2 separate regions of the Arabidopsis thaliana genome follow, and region 2 is linked to region 1. The links are chromatin contacts, called in public ChIA-PET maps. All regions are on one chromosome and are shown on one strand. The core of a region is the stretch at or near the end of the contact, and the rest is flanking DNA. Distances in the headings are between cores, read along the strand shown.

Region 1 (3,421 bases), core at 490-2,989:
ACCTTGTGCAAGTGTGTTCCAGTGTGTTCAAGAAGAGGGCCCTGTGAACACAGTGTGTCGATAAGTATATTGAGTCAATGTCAAGGTGCAATGTTTGATAGACATATCAATTGTTTTATAGACATATGATAGCGACTTACAAAGAATTTCTTCTACAGCTTGAATCAAAAATATTACACAAAGTACATATGCCTAATGGAAAAAGCAAACAGAAAAGATAGTACTTGAAGAGCTGAAAGAACCTTGAATGTGTAGCTACCATTGGGAGCAACATTACACTGATAGTAATGGGTCTTCCCGCTATCCCATTGCAACTGGGGAAATGAAGCATGATAGAAAATGCAGTTAATACAACTTTGATACCAAACTCAACTTCTTGTAAAATTACCTTCAGAAACGCAAACATGAAAATATAAACAAAACCCAATAGAATAGAACAATACCATTCTTCGGTCCTTTTGGGGACAATAATGCCGGCCCAAGCGGTCCCAAACCGCTGCTTCATATTCAACCATTGGCAAATCTTTCCACAGTCTAATCTCATCAGCAGTTATAACCTGGCCCACATGTTGCCTGTATAACATCAAATAAAGAAAAAGTTAAGCATCACCAAAAGAGGTAATTGTCACCATCAAAACCAAACAATTACAATAGGTGGATAAGAGAATATAGAGATGTAAGAAATTGGGAAACTTGCATAACAAACATTACCCTGGAATATAGCTAAGTAACAAAAACACCTTCTTAAATTCAAGTTCACCCAAAGCTACCAGCTGGGGAATGTGCAGAGATCCTCCTTTGTCTTCACTTTTCAAAGACTTAGGAGAAGGAGCATCAGAATCAACAGACATCTCTTCTGCAATCGCCAACAATCATAAGAAAAGTAAAGATTTTTACTATCCAAATTCACATTTTCACAAGCAAAGAGAGTTTGTTTCTGATACTAACCTTGAAGAACCCTGGACACGTGTCTTCCAGAGGGGCTAAGAGAGTTCGCCGGCTGTGGATAGCCAGTAAAACTAACGGCTTGGTTAACCTTAGAAACGATGAAGCTGTCGAGGTTGTATATCAAACCAGCCTGCAAACTAAAAACTTTCCTGACCAACTCAAAACCCAAATTCTCAGGAATCGAAGACAGTCTCTGTCTCGTCTCATCATTAATCGGAGTAAGATTGTGTTTTCTGTAGATATTCTCTAAAGCTGTTTCAATCCGACCCGAAAGAGCGATCCTTATCCTCGAAGAAGCTTGATTCATGCTGCGAAAATTTATCATTTTTCTTCCCGTTCGTCGGAATCTCACACTTTCTTCTTCTTCTCTCTTACTTCAGAATTTAAGGGTTGCCAAAAAAAAATACCCAGTAGAGAAACAGTTTCTACTGTTAGTGATTGGATTTGATTTGACGATGACACAAGAAGAAACAGAGAGGAAATAAAAAGGTCGGAGCTTTTTCTCTAGATTTTCTTTTGACTCCATTGAAACAAATTCATCTAACCGCTTCGGCGCTTACTCAAGTAATTGACATGAATGCCTTTACTCTTAGTCTGGGAATTACCAAAATGCCAGATTTTTGTCGTCACCCGATGCAAACGCCAAGACATATCGCGTTTTCTGCAAACGATTAATTCGTCGATAAACCGGGTTGAACCACGGGTAGCCTGTTCAGTAAACGGGTTCGATCCCTGAAACGGCACCGCTTTGATAGGTTTTAAGTAGGGCTAGCTGAAACGTCGTCGTTCTTGCGTTTTCGTCCCACAATCTTTGTCGTGGTTTTCTGCTGTCTTCTTCTCCGTCGAACTTCTCCGACCACTTCGTATAGAGAGAGAGAGTGACGAAGAGTTTACGGGTATTTGTTTCATCACTACCATAATTGACTCTCAATATCAAATCACATTGAGAGAAGCTAATTTCTTCTTGTTCTTAGCAAAAAGATTAGTCTTTTTTTGTTCCTGAATTTTGTTTTTTGCAGAATCGAATCCAATAATGAGTACTGCGTCGGCTTTTAGTTCAATCCAAGGATGCTGGTTCAAGGTCAATTCCTAAAACTCTTCAAAATCTCTGTTTTTTTTCCCACTGAATCCACATTCAAGCTCATTGTAGCTTGTGTTGTGTTATTGCAATCTGATAATCATGTAAATGTGGGTTTTCTTTGTTTTGAAAAGGGCGAAAGGAAAATTGTGTAGCGGATAAGCGAGCCAAGAGGCTTACTTTGGGATCCCATGTGGCTTCGCCATCTTCAATGAGCTTCAGAGTTTCAGCTAGTAGTTCTGTTAAACCTGAAAAGGATATTAGGATTGGTCTTCTTGGTGCAAGTGGCTACACTGGTGCTGAGGTTTGTGCAATGTTGAATCTGTCTGTTTCAAGTTTAATTTTCTTGGAATTGTTTGTTTTAGTGATCTCTTTGGTTTTGCAATGAATCAGAGCTTAAGTGGTATGCATCTTGTTGCAAGTTTTTGACTTTTTGGGTATTGGCCTTCTAATTTAGCTTAAGCTGTAAACATATGCAAAGTTAATCTTTTCTCGATAAAAGGAAGAGAAAAGTCTTATAGTCGTTGCTTTAAAGTTGTTTAAAATTACAAGGGAAAGAATGGATGAGGCATTCAAGGTTTCATTCAAACCCATGAGATGGTAAGTTTACTCTTCTTTATTGAATTGCAGATCGTTAGGCTTCTTGCAAATCATCCGCATTTCCAGGTCACTTTGATGACTGCTGATAGAAAAGCTGGCCAGTCAATGGAAAGCGTTTTCCCACACCTGAGAGCTCAAGTATAAGTGATTTCTATCCCTAGTAATATACCAAGAAATGAATCTGTTCAATGTTACTTTGTGATGGTGTATATTGATTAATAATTGAACCTTTACTGTCCACAGAAACTACCTACTTTGGTCTCGGTAAAGGATGCAGATTTTTCTACTGTGGATGCTGTATTCTGCTGTTTACCTCACGGAACAACTCAGGTTCATTTTCCTTTCATTCTTCCATTTCAATTTCTTAAAGCTTTTCTTAGCTTAACGGAAATGAGTGTGTATTTCAACAGGAAATCATCAAGGAACTGCCTACTGCATTGAAAATCGTTGATCTTTCAGCGGTAATCCTTGAAGAACTGTTTTTTTTTTGTTCCTTTTCTTTCAGTTATAAGCCCATCTAAAATACGCTTTTCAGGACTTCCGGTTGCGTAATATTGCAGAATATGAAGAATGGTATGGTCAGCCTCACAAGGCAGTAGAGTTACAGGTACATTTCTCTCAATGTTATTCCTTGATTTTAGGTCTGTTGTGTTCATAATGGTTATACTTACCAAGTGTCCTACGGGGTTCAGAAAGAAGTTGTGTATGGTCTAACAGAGATACTAAGGGAGGACATAAAAAAGGCACGACTTGTGGCTAACCCAGGCTGTTACCCGACTACGATTCAACTTCCTC
Region 2 (3,421 bases), core at 334-2,833, 42 kb after region 1:
CAATTGTCTCTGCAATAGAATCACCAATACTCCTGGTAAAAGCAGTTCCAGGATACATTCCATTAGGCACCCAAAGTCTCGGAGGGTCTCCATCATCATCTTCCTCAGTACCCCAACACTGAACATCAGGATTTTTCAAGCCTTCAATCTGATCAAGAGTAAGAACTCTAGCACCACAAAGCTTAACCCTTTCAAGCTCATCAGGTCTAAAAGGAGTCTGGTCAATAGACAAATCAACAGCTACAAGATCACCATCCCTCTTCTCAGCTAAAACCGCCCTGGAATCACCTGCATTCGCCACATATATCGTCCTTCCTCTAACCATAACCGTAATCGCAGTAGTCCCACTCATACTATCATCTACCAAATCAGCATGTAACTGAGAATTCGTGGTCAAGAAAGCCGAATTACAAGCCTCAGCAGGATCCACACGAAACCTACCATGTCTAAGAAGATTCTCACACAACCTCCGCTTCACAAACTGAGAACACTGAGCACCAAACTCACCATGCCCATCAAAAACCCCAAAGAAATGATCATCCGAATTACTCCCAAAAGGAGTATGAATAGCGAAACTATCTTGATTGGCCTTATCAAGAGCATCAGGATAATACCCTCTTTGAGACAAAAACGAGCATCTCAATTCATAGTTACAAGACGGAACCTTGACAACCCTTGACCCATCTGGTGGTAGAAATTGAGAAGAAACCCTAGAAAGCCGAGTAATCCCCCATTCCTGGTCTCTACTCAAACCAAGCTGATGAATTTCGTCGTTATCTACATCATCCACCGCATCTGAAGAGAAATTAAACACCGGATTATCCTCCTCAACCGCCGCCGCCGCCGCAGTAGCTCTCGTGCCACCTCTGGACGGAGCTTGTTGATGCGTTTGCCTGATACTATTCTCTTTCGTAGCACAAATCTGACCAATGCAAGTTTTGGAATAAGCACAACCCATCACTGAGAGAGAGATGAAGATAACACAAAACCCTTAAAGTAAGCTACTTATTCAACGAATCATTGAAGTTTTTTCAGAAACCGCCGGAGATAGTAACGGAAGTCCAAACAGTTTCTTTTGTTCAAAAGCTCATGACTTTCCTCGAAAGTATCAAACTTTCCTCGAGAAAATTTCGAAAAAGACAAGATAATGTGACTGGGGAATCTAATGGAGATTGCAGATTGGGAAAAAAAAAAGAGAAATGGAATCGGAGAGTTAAAAGAGTGAATCAATACAAAAACTTTATAACGAAAATTTTGACAGAGAAAGAAAAAAAAAAAGAAAGATCCCGGAAAAATCTCTAAAGATTCTTTGATAACAGAAATTTGAAAGTGAAGAAATTTGGGAAAGACAAGTTCGTTCTCTCGATCTACTTCAAGTAAGAACCGTTGCTGAGAGAAGAAGAAGGGATAAAATAAAAAAATATTGATAGTTTTTGGTAACTAATGAATGATTTTTATTTTTATTATGATTTGGTGTTGTTGTGTATGTGTTACAGCCAATGGAATAGCTGCTGGAGAGTGAGTGATTGGGATAGAGGAACAAATTAAGCTAAAGCTTTGGACTGATGCCAAATTGTATTTACAACAATTGAATTAGGCCTACCATTAGGATATTCATAAAGGATCGGTTTGGATAATTCGGATTTAAAGTATAATTAAAATAAGAATCCGAATTTAAACCAAAATAAATTCTGTTTGTTTTGGTTCAGGTATTTTAAAGAAGACCGAATTAAAACCAAAATACTTGGTAAGAGCAAATGTTATGCATGGGCCGATCTTAACCTATAAAATTTTAAGTATAGTTTTCTCAATTGTAAAATATATAAAATATAAATATAAGTATATATATAAAAGATAATTATTTTACCAGAATAGTTTGTTTATAGTTAGGTTTATATCTTTTTGTTTACTATGACATTTTATTTTGGTTGTAATGTTTTAGAATGGATGTTTGTTGAAGGGAAAAAAATAAAAGAATGTTTTAAAAGTAAACTAATGTTCTTACCAAAAAAAAAAGTAGACTACTGTTTTTTCTAGTATTAAACTTTGTTAATTTAGGTCATATAATTGAATGATTTATATTCTAATTAATGTGCATTAAACAAAATCTAAGCATTTAATATATAGAAATTTGAAATAATTAATTTAGTAATAATAAGGAAAGTTGAAAAAAAATTCAAAATTTGATAACTCTATATATTGGAAGAAATTTAGGTGTGTTTGGTAAGTGGGTTAAAGAAAATGAGGATAAGAAAATGTGTTTGACAAATGTAATAGTAGATTTAAATAAATAAAAATCTTGAGAAAACTTATAGGCTTGCCACATAAGCATAATAACTCTCTTTAATTATATAAAGGATATCAATTTTATGGTGTTCTAATAATTCAGGTTATATATTATTTAGTTATTATGGCTATTTTGAGAAAACTAGTATAGATACTAGCTAGTTCAATTTCGATATAAATTTGATTAATTCTACTAAGTTTCAGTTTTACTTTTAATGAAAGTTGATTAAATACTAAAATCTTAAGAGTCAAAATTTTAAAGTTGGCGTCAATTTGTTAATCAAATTTGAATTTTTTAGTTTTGGTAGATCGAGTTAGTCAGATGATACTTCTTAACCCAAAACAAAAATGGTAATGAAAAAAGTGTTTTCGAATCAGATGAGTTTGGTCCAATTTAATTTGGATAATTTGTCCATGCCTATTTAGAATTAGTTTTTGTATGTCTAGTTGAGATATAACTTCTTCTTTTTTTGGAAATATACATTTCATCGAAATAAAACTCAAATGTTAGTAGAAGGATAACATGCACTAGAACAAACTGTTAGACTACTAATTTTGTTGAGTAGTGTTTTTTCTATCAACAACATTTAGTATGTGGATTTGAATTCGAATGATGACACAAGAACTATATTACCACAAAACAATATTAATGATTTATAGTTCACACGTACATTTTACTAGATTTGAATACAAATCAGCAAAGGTTAAGTACTGGAGAGGACGACTAAACTAACCTTTTGTAGTCATCAGACCTAGAAAGTTATGAACCTAATTATCTAAACCTAAAAAAAAATTAGTTTAAAGAAAGAAAAAAAACACAGCAAAATCTAACACACTCGTATTTAATGACACTTTATAAGTGAGAAAAGATGTGGCGAAGAGAAGTGAAAAGGGCAGCCACGTTAAGGCATTTAATTTGAATAATAATAAGACTAAAACAAAAAAAAACGTAAAGCCTTTTGAGGTTATGAATGCGAAAATGGTCCCTCACGAGTCACGACCTAATCTCATTGAAATTTATTTAGCATTATATTGCGTCGTGTCTCATTACCCTTTTTTGCTTCTCATTATTACTTAATTATTATTATTCTCTATATATATTTCTCCACTAACCTGTATTAGTTAATAACCTTTC

What was found. ChIA-PET counts read pairs in DNA pulled down with a chosen protein or histone mark.
Region 2: a contact with region 1 is called in an H3K4me3 ChIA-PET map of shoot, with 14 read pairs. The contact joins the promoter of AT2G20050 here to the promoter of AT2G19940 in region 1. A contact is called at or near these places in 2 of 26 Hi-C or Micro-C datasets (leaf and vegetative nucleus) and 1 of 2 datasets of contacts at active chromatin or transcription factors (shoot).

What each region holds. Positions count from the first base shown.
Region 1 is chr2:8,611,187-8,614,607 of TAIR10.1, forward strand. AT2G19940 (Putative N-acetyl-gamma-glutamyl-phosphate reductase) reads left to right here and starts at 1,740. Exons shown (of 15, transcript NM_127552.8): 1 at 1,740-1,844; 2 at 1,968-2,029; 3 at 2,161-2,330; 4 at 2,657-2,764; 5 at 2,870-2,956; 6 at 3,037-3,087; 7 at 3,162-3,233; 8 at 3,319-3,421. The coding sequence starts at 2,017. It overlaps AT2G19930 (RNA-dependent RNA polymerase family protein), which reads right to left and starts at 1,462. Exons shown (of 18, transcript NM_001335651.1): 1 at 949-1,462; 2 at 712-856; 3 at 444-573; 4 at 243-314; 5 at 1-41. The coding sequence starts at 1,273.
Region 2 is chr2:8,653,236-8,656,656 of TAIR10.1, forward strand. AT2G20050 (protein phosphatase 2C and cyclic nucleotide-binding/kinase domain-containing protein) reads right to left here and starts at 1,584. Exons shown (of 14, transcript NM_127563.6): 1 at 1-1,584. The coding sequence starts at 958.